Regions from separate parts of the Oryctolagus cuniculus genome. Here regions 1 and 2 are each linked to region 3. A link is a contact called in public Hi-C and Micro-C data. All regions are on one chromosome and are shown on one strand. Each heading gives the region's core, a stretch centred on a gene start, on an enhancer-like site or on the middle of the called end of the contact. The rest is flanking DNA. Distances are from core to core; before and after follow the strand shown.

Region 1 (3,396 bases), core at 517-3,016, 720 kb after region 3:
ATGGCCTCAGCCATGCCTTTGAGGTCAGAGGTGGGTAGACACCTTGCCATGGAAATTGCGGACTAGAGGGTAAAGAAGCATGGTCAGGTGGCACAGGAGCCCACAACATTGATATAATCAGTTCCTACCACCTTCAACATCTAAGGAATGTCCCCCATTGATGCCCTAGGAATTAGAATTATGAACCACTGTTTTATTCATTACACAGTTGCTTTCATTGCTACTTGTTTTGATTCTTGGCCTTAGCCTTGGACAAAAGTTTTGGAAAGCTTCCTTTTTAACAGCTTATATTATTTATCTGTCTTCAGCAAGTTACATAAAAAGTATTGAAAAGTAGTGAGGCAGAAGCTGGAAGGTTTACATTGTGTTGCTCCAAAAACAGGAGGTGATGCACAAATACTTTTCTGTCTGACACACACAAAGCAGTGATAGGTGATGTTAACAGAAAGGTCAGGTGTGTCTATCTCTAAAGAGGCAGAGCATACAAGCAGTTGTATTTCATGAGTATTTCACGAGCCTCTAAATGCTAAATGATCAAACATTTTGATTCTAGAAAAAAGTGATCAAGACTTGTGTGAGATTTTTTGATTTGACATTAATCATCTGTTCTGATTCACATAGAATCAATGGGGCAGCTGTGGGATGCAATGAAAATGCTAGGTGTTGAGTTTAATCCGACATATAGGACTTTTAATGGTGAAGTTTTAGATAGGCTTATTAGGCATGTGTTTTGTGAGTGAGGATAGGTGATTGTGGGGATGTGACATTAGCTACTGTCATAGCAAAATGAGCACTTGGGTGATATGGCTGCTCTGGAGGCAGTACCAAGAGAAATGAAGGCTGCAACTGATAGAGCTGGGAGGATTTCATGGGGAGCAAGTTATCTTTGTCCTCTTAGGCATTGTATCATCATCATCGTCAAAACCTTAGTGACATGGAACTTCGACCCCAGTCAAGAAAACTATGGAAAAAGGTCTTTGAGTTTGTCAGTGTGAGCAGTTCTTCCACTCCCTCTCACCCCCAAGTACCTCTCTTAGCAAAAAGCCAAGCCCTGCGTCAGCCAACAGCAATTCAATGTGGACTATAAATACACACAATATCACACTTCTTTTAAAGAACCAAAAGGTAGCAGGTGATATTAATTCTAATAAAATGTTTTATTTAAGCCAATATATTAAAGTATTATCATTCTAGTCGATAACTAATATTTAAAACTCAAGATACCCTTTTCTTTCATCCTTAGCCTTTGTGAACCAGTGGTAGAGTATTTTGCATATAAAGCACATCCCAGCGGGGGTTAGCCACAGCTCTAACACCCCATAACTCCATGTGGCTGGTGGCCACACATCAGCAATACAGCTGTACTTGCTCCAAGTGCCATTCTCATGGGACAATAGGACATTGTCTTTGAGAGCTCCACCAGCTTTTTCATACTTGTGGCTGCTTCTCTGAGTTCTCCCCTGACCCACTTGTCCCCCCCCCCCCCAACTCCCCCAGCTGCAAGGGCTGTGAGCTGAGCACCGCCTTTCTCATCCGCACCTCCAGAGGGCAGCTCTGAAAGGAGTCCCAGTGAGCCCTCTAGTGACTGCTGTCAGAATGCACCGAACTTCACAAAAACAACCCTTGGGGAAACTGAAAACAAAATCCTACTGCAGTACCTTTGCAGGAGCGCTGCGGGAGTCACAGCTCTAAGCCATTCTTCCCAGCCATAGCCTGTAGCAGGACACAGGCCCGTGAACTTGTTCCCTGGGCAGCTGTGCTCCAGGGAGCTCCCTTCAGAGTTACTGCAATAGAGCTCATCACCCTTTCAGGGCCTGGCAGAATTCAGCTGTCCAGGAAGCTCCTAAGCAGCTTGCCATAGCCCATAAAGCATAACCTTGCCTGAATCCATTTCACCCCATTCCCCTGCCTATGGAGCCCTGGCTTTGGGCTGGTTCTCATATCTCCTCCCAGAGCTCATGGCAGTGGCTTAACCCCAGGACAGGAGCAGATTTGTCCCCCCTGACGTTGATTGGTTGAGATGCCAAGATTAACCTAACCAGTGCAAGGATTTCCTTGGACCTACAGACGCTTGAAGAGATCTCTGGAAGAGAGAGTTGTTCACTCTTCCTCTGGATTTGGTGGTGTGTGTACATGAAGTCTGACAGGGCTATGGCGACTGCTGCTGCTAAGAGGGAAGCTGTGGGGGAATGAAGCCCACACGAAGATGCAGAGAAATAGAGCTGGAACCCTGAATTAAAGTGACTCTGAAGTCTGCCCTTCTGCATTTCCCGAAACAGTAAACAAACCTTCTATTGTTTATACCATCTATGCAGTTGTCCGTGACCTGTAGTGGGACCCTCCCTAACTGAAACAGGCATCGACCCAAACTGGATTCCAGAAACTTCCTTCATACTCTACAGATAGCTGATCAGCACACAGAACTTCTTGGATCACCCCTCTAAATTATGTATATGTATACATGCTTAGCTGGGGGGCTAATATCCTAAATATATATATTAAAGATTTATTTATTTACTTGAAAGTCAGAATTACAGAGGCAGAGAGAGAGAGAGAGAGAGAGAGATCTTATATCAGCTGTTTCACTCCCAAAATGGCCTCAATGGCCAGGGCTAGGTCAGGCTGAAACCCAGAGCAAGGAGCTTCATTTGGGCCTTCACGTGGGTACAGGGGCCCAAGAACTTTTTGGGCCATCCTCTGCTGCTTTCCCAGCACATTAACAGGGAACTGGATCAGAAGTGGAGCAGCCAGGACTGGAACTGATGCCCATATGGGATATCAATGCTGCTGGCATCAGCTTAACCACTGTGCCACAGCACTGGCCCCCTAAATATATTTTATACATGTTTAGCTGGATAGCCAAACTGAACAATCTGTAAAAGGTGGAAAAGAGTATCTATTTACTTCTCCTAGGGTGGAACACAGATTTCATGGTATATTTAATTAGAAATACTCTAAAAAATTGAGAGACTCAAACCACCCTACATTCTGAGATTTCTATTAGAAAGAGTGGGAAACAGCAACATTGAAATAATGAGTCTCTGGTCCCTTGGCACAGGTGATCTGCTCAATTTTGTTCTGAAAATGATGGCCTCACTTGGATCCAGCAGAAAAATGATGTGACAAATCCGCATTTACTGCCCAATAGGCCAACAGCCTAACCCTGTTATAGGGACCCAGGCTCCCCTTCTCCTCCTACCCCTGCCAGTAGGTTCACAATCTCATGCCAGTAATGAGAAGTGAGGACAGGTGGCTCAGCCCAGGCTCAGCTCTGTGACCTGGAAAGCAGTGATTGGCCCTGACCTTGTGACAATGGTTTTCTCTGTTGGACGTTTTGACCTAACAAATTTGGATCCACTGCAGCTCCGTTCATTTCTGGTTGTTTCTCTTTTTACC
Region 2 (3,505 bases), core at 657-3,156, 610 kb after region 3:
CAGAACACGCGTTAGTCCACTGGGCTGCCTGGTTATGAATAGTCACACTGGGCAACCCTCCCAGGCCCTCACTGGGGAGACCCAGGTGACTCCTGAGCAAATTCCTTTAACTTTTCCCTCTGTCTCAGGCTCTGTCTTTTTAATTTTTTTTTTAAATTTTAAACCCAGGAGCACAGCCAGTGGGAAAGATTAAGAGTCATACAAGAGAGGGAGTGGCAGTCTACCCCGCCCCCACAGGATACCTTGGGTAACAGGCCCTGGCTGTCCCCATTTGCTCAGGTGTTCTGCCTACTCAGGAGGAAGAGAGACAGCTTCTCCTGCAGACCAGCTGTCACCACACACAAAGTTCGTGTTCTGCAAAGGGCCGAATGCCCTTCCCTGTAACCATCCATCACAGATCTCCCTGAGCAGGCCATGTGTTGCCTTGAGGTGAAATCCTGTTTAGCCACTTTGCAGGGAGTTGTGAAAACTCTAGAAGCCTGCAGGAATTTTCCTGAGATCATCATAGTGGCCCTGGGAGTACCTTCAGCCTGAAGAACTGGGATGGGAAGGGGTCAGACTTCCATTGCACTTGAAGTTCTTTCAGGGCCAGGGTCACTTTTTTCAGGTAACAAGAAATATAAGCCAATCTGCATCTCAACAAACACAAAAGAAACCAAGCTTTGTCACCCAGTCCCATGGTGGTTCTGACCGGAGGGATTTCAGGACATAATACTAAGGAGCTATTTTCCTCTCTTCATCAGAATCCATAGTGATATTGTACTATATGAGGCGGAGGATGATAATCCGCCATGGTCTGTATCTGTCATGATCATTTACAGTGACTTAGCCCCTGGCCTCAGCTCTCGGGTCCCCTCTGCAGGATACTGGCCATTGTTGGAGGAGCAGATATTTTTGCTTTGCTTTGATTGAGCTTTATGGAGTGATGTTTTCATAGAGTGGGGAGTGATTTACTAGCCTAACTAGAAATGGCATCGCCTTGTTTGGGCTTGTAGCTTGAACAAATGGTGTAAAACTGAACCTGAATCCAGACTCTTCTTTGTTTTATTCTTTGGAGCAAGTCCTTTTGCCTTCCAGCCTCAGTTTCTCCACTGCTAGGGGAATTTAAATAAATGGTTCCAACAGCTCACTGTGCCTTCTGCACACAACTTGGATTAGTGCTTGATGACCTGAGATCTTCAATGGCCAGCACTGTTGATTTAAGTTATAATTTCTGGTATTACACAAGAAAAGTAATGTTTCCAGTTCTGAGCAGAGCAGAAGCTTACAGCTCCAGCTGGAGGTGATGGGGCTGAGGCTGTCAAACCAAGGGCATGCCCAGTTCTTGGGTCTTCCACAGGGATTCTGGGAGAAAATGGTGGCCCCCACTGGATAACTGTTTCAGTGTAGTGTAGCATGAAGACATGTTACCTTGATTCCCACACCAGCTGAGCACCTGAATAATTATATTTTAAGCAGCACAGGGCATAAAACAGATTCACTTAGCAGATGAGGAATCAATTGCACCCAGGCCTGCCCAAACTGGCCTCTCTCTTTGCAGGGTGTGGGAGAACATGGGTCTGTGTGGGTCCCCGGGGGCCTGCCAGGCCCTGAGCTGTTGCTCAGCTGTGGGAGGCATGCCAGTTCTCAGGTCTGCTAATGAGTGGTGTGGTGTCTGGCAAGGAGCTTGCCTGTGAGTGAGTGTGACTAATCATGAGTCTTTTCAATAATGCTGACAATTCATTCTCTTTCCTCTCCTCTGCCTGCTCTCTTTGCTGGAGCTGGCTGAAATAGGAGCAAATCAGTCTCATTCTGGAAAAGGCAGGGCAGGATAAAGGACTCTCTGAAAGGTTTCCAGTGCTCAGAGCCTGGGTGTTTTGCAGTCAGTGTAATTATCTGACATGGGTGAGCCGACAGGGTATTTAATGTTGTTTCTTACACCCCATGGCAGGCGGCATCTGAAGATAGGGCTTTGTTACTGTTCCACGGGGCTATTGAATGAATTTACATTTGATCCCTGCAAAGGTAGTGCCGTTATTATTCTATGTGTGCACCAGCCCAGACTGAGGACCCTTGTCCTGCTCAAAGGCTGGGATTCATCAGACAGTGGAAATGGGGTAGACCTCATATGCCCTGGCCTCCTTCACTGGGGCTGGGAGCCGAAGAGAGAACAACCTTTGCCCTTGGACTCACTCTCTCCCTGCCTCCTGCTTTGCTGTTTGGTAAGTTCTTGTGCTTCTAACATCAAAGCCAAACTGTGTTCTGTCACAGAGAAGGGGTGGACCCTTATGCAGGCGCTTGTGTCTCAGGAGAGTTGGTCATGCCCTCTGTGGGTTAGTGGGTTGGAGGACTTTCAGGCAGGTTTGCTCAGGTTGGACCAAAGCTTTTAGAGAGGAATAGTAATTATCTAATGGATGCTTTACACTCATGGTGGATTAAGACCTCTGAGAATGACTCAAGATTGATTTCTTAATAACACAGACAAAGCATTAAATTTGGAGAGACATGACCTGCACTAAGAGTTGGAAAGCATTGAGACAGTTTGTAACATTCCTTATTCTCTAAAATAAACACACTGTCCAGCTCAACCCGATTTTCTCCCTTTCATAGTTAGGTCTGTTTCTTCTTTCTTGCCCTTGTGCAACTAGTGACATCGAAGGAAGCCCACATCGGTAATTAGAGGTATCAAAGCTAGCTGAATTCTCCAAATTAAAAATTGGGACATGTGCCCCTACATGTGTCAGAATATTTGCAGTATTTGAAAGTAGAGTTTTCTTTGAACATACCGACCAGAGAAGGCCCTTTGGTTTTTTCGAGTAGCTTGTATTCAGAAGGCATCTTTACCACGGTTTCAGGTAGCAGCCGAGGCTGAGAGTCCAAGGGCCTTCAGCCAAGTTTTGTATGATGCCATCTTTCAAAAATCAGGAAACTTCACATAAATATCCACGCTTCTACTTTCTCTTTAGAAATCTTAAGATCTGGCAACACTGACTATGTAGACCAGTAGAGTAACCCAGTGGGAACTGAACCGTGACTGCCTGTCCACAGAATACTTTGCCACCTCTCGCCTCTCTCTATAGCCTCACATTCAGCCACCTTCTCCTGTGTGCATGGTCTGCTCTGCCTCTCTGGGCATTTCATTCTGTGCTCATGGGTTCAGGTGTACAGTTCACTGCTTGCTGATCAAGGCTCGTCATCAAAGAAGGGTTGCAGCTCCTTGACTCCAGTTCAGGTTCTGTCTCGGAGGGTTGAGGCCCTAAGGTGACATTCTCTATCTGAGGTATTAGAAACCTAAATGCCTATTACAGATTCTGCCTTAGCTTCTCACATAAGAGAAGATCCCCCAAGAGGAAATGATCCATGAATGACTTGAGTCCTTCTCTATTGATGTGAAATGTGACACACAAACACCCCACGGGTCTCATTTGCTTTCTGCTTGCTCATGACATTTGGAAACAATTTTTTAACCACAATGATAATTTTTAGAAGAGTAAATGGTTGGGTCAGGGAGAGACTGAGAAATTAA
Region 3 (3,713 bases), core at 570-3,069:
CGAAGACACAGGGGCCCGGACCAAGAAAAATGATAGTGAGACTACAAAGGAAGAAATAAATCTTTCTTCTAAATCGTTTCTAAGAAGCCTACTTTTCTTTTGATCCTTTTTTTTTTTTAAATTGAGGAACTACTTAGGGATTTTTTTTTTTAAAGACTTGGGAGCAGTCTTGTGGACAAGGTATTTAAAACCCTAATGTCCATCTTCCATCCTGAAGTGTTCCCATCCCTCTGAAAGGAAATGCCTTCTGTATCCTTCCAATAAATAAATAAATAAATAAATAAATAAATAAAACAAAATAGAACTTGAAAACTGTCTAATGCTCCCTGAAGACACAAGGGTAATTGTGTTTCCACCTTTGGCCCCACTGCTCCCGGACAGGACGTCCCGGACCTGGAGCCCAGATGGAGCAAGGTGGGGAGGTGGGGTGGGAGTGACTGATGGACGCAGCGGGCAGCCCCACAACCTGGGGGTGGGGCAGCGCTGTGGTCAAGGCTTCGGTCTCAGCCCCTCTCGCGTTTTTACTCAACACTTCATCACTTCTAAATAAAAAAGGAAGTAAGCCAACTGTTACACTTAATTACGGGCAAGGAATAAATGGACAAAGTGCTCGCGAACTTGCTCTGCCGACCCTTCGCCGCGGCCACCGCTGGCCCGGTGGACAGTGCAAGGCTGGCGCGCTAGGGCAGAGTGTCCCAGAGGATAGGAGACCCAGGGACCCTGTGCTTGCCCAGCCCTTTCCCTCATTTCTGCCCTTTTAGGTCAACAATGGCAGAATTCGGGCCGGACGACCAGCCCCGGGGGCGGCGCGCGCAGGTGGGTTCCGGCGCGGGGGCGGCGCGGCTGGCGTCCCGTGCCGGCAGGGACCCGACCACAAGGCCCACGGTCTCCCGGGGTGGGGACGGGGAGGCGTGTGCGGCCCGAGCGGGGGCAGGAGGACTTGACCGAGCGCAGCGAAAGAAAACGCTGCACGAAAACAAACCCTGCCGACTTCCCCGCACCGCGCCGCGCGGACCGCGTGGGTGGAGCGGAGAGGGGGCGACCGAGTGGAATTCCGCGCGGCCGCCTCCACCCCGCCCCGCCCCGCGCCCTGCCCTGCCCTGCCCTGGTCTGGGCGCCGAGCGGAGGTCGGGGCCACGGCAGCCGCTCGTTCCGCTCGGGCTTCGCCAGTCCACGGCTCGGCTCCCCCGTAGTAAACAAAGTGTCGCCGCCGCCTCCACGTTGGTTTGCCTCTCAGCAGTCAAAACAGTAAGAGGGCGAGAGACTCGCAGAAATACTCGAGAATTACCAGAAAATAATCACAAAAAGAGAGAGAACGTGCGTGTGCGCCAACGAGAAAAACACCCCACTACCCCCCTACCAACCCACAGCCGCCTCCTCGTGGAAAACCGGGCCCCTCCCCAGCCCTCTCCCACTGGCTGCTTGGGCGGCGGTGCCGCGCGCCCATTGGCTGCGCGGGCTGTCAATCGGGGGCGGGCCGGCGCGCGCGCCGCCGCGGGCGGGGGGCGGTGGCAGATCCCGTAAGTCGGGCAGCCGCGTAGTTGCTGCTGCCGCCGCCGCCGCCGCCGCCGCCTCCAGCGCATTCAACAGGCAGCTGCGCCGCGCTCGCGCCGCCGGCGAGAGCGAGCGGCCCGCGGTGTCCGTCCGTCCGTCCGTCCGTCCGTGGCCCTGTCAGCAGGAGCGCGGCCCTGGAGCTGCCCGGCTCTGGCCAGCCGTCCTGGTGGTGCAGCGAACCCGGAGCAGCCTTGGATGTTGATGGACCCACGAAGTTAAGTTCTGGGCTCGCGCGGCTACTCCGCTGCTCCTTCCTCCCGGTTTCCGTCAGCTCGCGGCACTGACTTCGTCCTCCCCCCATCCCCCCAGGATCTCGGGCCAGCCTTTGCGCCCCCTCCGCTCCGCGCTGCGCTCCCCCCCTTCTCGGCTCTCCGGCGGCTGGGGGAGGGGCGGGGGTCACCATGGCCGAAGCGCCTCAGGTGGTGGAGATCGACCCGGACTTCGAGCCGCTGCCCCGGCCGCGCTCGTGCACCTGGCCGCTGCCCAGGCCGGAGTTTAGCCAGTCCAACTCGGCCACCTCCAGCCCGGCGCCGTCGGGCGGCGCGGCCGCCAACCCCGACGCCGCGGCGGGCCTGCCCCCAGCCTCGGCGGCCGCTGTCAACGCCGACTTCATGAGCAACCTGAGCCTGCTGGAGGAGAGCGAGGACTTCCCGCAGGCGCCCGGCTCCGTGGCGGCGGCCGCAGCGGCGGCGGCGGCGGTGGCGGCGGCCGCGGCGGCTGCCACCGGGGGACTGTGCGGGGACTTCCAGGGCGCAGAGGCGGCGGGCTGCCTGCACCCGGCGCCGCCGCAGCCCCCGGCGCCCGGGCCACTGTCACAGCACCCGCCTGTACCCCCCGCGGCTGCTGGGCCGCTCGCTGGGCAGCCGCGCAAGAGCAGCTCGTCCCGCCGCAACGCGTGGGGCAACCTGTCCTACGCCGACCTCATCACCAAGGCCATCGAGAGCTCGGCCGAGAAGCGGCTCACGCTGTCTCAGATCTACGAGTGGATGGTCAAGAGCGTGCCCTACTTCAAGGATAAGGGCGATAGCAACAGCTCGGCGGGCTGGAAGGTGAGCGGCCGGACCGGGGCGCGGTGGGGCAGGTGCGGGGGTGGCTGGGCGGGTCGCGCGGGCGGCCGAGGGCGGGTGGGAAGTGGCAGGTGCGGGGGCTTGCCCGGGCGGAGGGGAGGCGCGCGCGCGCCGCAGAGTTGCGGTGGGACAGGCACAGGGGCGTGTTGGGGGGGAACTGAGGCGTGAAGAAAGTGCGTCAGGAACTGGGCGTCAGAGCGGGCAGGAAAGTTTGCCAGTCAGAGAGAGAAGGTTTCACGCGGAGCGGCTGCCCCTTTTGCCTCCCGGACCTCCGGCGGGGAGGGCGGCTCCTCTCCGCCCTCGCAGCGCGGGGCCGTTTCCGCCGCGCCGAGCGGTGGAGGGGGCGGCGAGGGGGGCACCCAAACCCGGGGGGCACGGCTGCAGGTGGAGGGGACAGCCTTGGGACGGTGCGGGGTCGGCCGCGCCACTTCTGGAGGCCGATGCGCTTTTGGCTTTGTTTTGGTTTTATCCCGGGTGGCCTCGGGTGCTGGGGTCCAGGCGCGCCGAGCCCGAGGGAGCGCCTCCGACACGTGCGAAGGGGCGGCCACCGCCTGCGGAGCGCCGGCGCCCGGCCGCGCGGGGCGAGCTAAGTTCAAGTGTGACCCTCGGCGGGGGCGGGCGCCGGCGGCGGCTGGGGAGGGGCCGCGGGCGCAGGAAGCGAGCGCCTTTAAAGGGCCAGCGCGGCGGGCCGGCCCCGGTCCACGCAGGGAAGCGCCCCAAACATGGGCTTGGCCACGGTGTGAGGCTAATAATTAGAAACACGGAGGCAGGCCAGGGTGGGTGTGTGTGTGCGCGCCCGCGCGCCTTTTCTTGGCCTCGCCACCTCAGTGTTATGAAGCGCTGGTGCGCCGGTGAGGGCCGACGCAGGGGGTTTTGTGACCCTTGCGGCCGGGGAAGTCGCAGAGGAGGTGCGCGTCCGGGCCACGGCAGGACATCCTGAGCGAGGCTGGCAAAGACTCGGGTGGGGGGTGGCTGGCGCATCCCTTCCCCGCCTTGAAGGCCGCGGGAGGACGCGCTCGGCGCGGGCCCCCGAAAGCCGACAGTTTCTCACGGTTTTGGATGTGAAAAGACTCGCTGCTTGAATCAGACCCC

What was found. A called contact is a pair of places that touch in the nucleus more often than the background predicts.
Region 1: a Hi-C map of embryonic fibroblasts shows a contact between it and region 3, with 3 times the contacts expected there. The contact joins the enhancer-like site here to the promoter of FOXO1 in region 3. A contact is called at or near these places in 5 of 6 Hi-C or Micro-C datasets (ear pinna, embryonic fibroblasts, liver and 2 more).
Region 2: a Micro-C map of ear pinna shows a contact between it and region 3, with 2.3 times the contacts expected there. The contact joins the enhancer-like site here to the promoter of FOXO1 in region 3. A contact is called at or near these places in 4 of 6 Hi-C or Micro-C datasets (ear pinna, liver, skin fibroblasts and 1 more).

The regions. Positions count from the first base shown.
Region 1 is chr9:73,558,200-73,561,595 of mOryCun1.1, forward strand. No RefSeq gene overlaps it. Among named protein-coding and RNA genes, the nearest start is that of COG6, 320 kb to the right of the region's middle. Within about 2 kb of position 1,767, at least 1 of the 8 cell types and tissues checked has an H3K27ac peak or open chromatin away from gene starts, as enhancers often do. A contact at or near this core is called in ear pinna, where this site is marked.
Region 2 is chr9:73,443,640-73,447,144 of mOryCun1.1, forward strand. No RefSeq gene overlaps it. Among named protein-coding and RNA genes, the nearest start is that of COG6, 440 kb to the right of the region's middle. Within about 2 kb of position 1,907, at least 3 of the 8 cell types and tissues checked have an H3K27ac peak or open chromatin away from gene starts, as enhancers often do. A contact at or near this core is called in ear pinna, where this site is marked.
Region 3 is chr9:72,837,268-72,840,980 of mOryCun1.1, forward strand. It overlaps FOXO1 (forkhead box O1), which reads left to right and starts at 1,820. Exons shown (of 3, transcript XM_051831745.2): 1 at 1,820-2,603. The coding sequence starts at 1,956.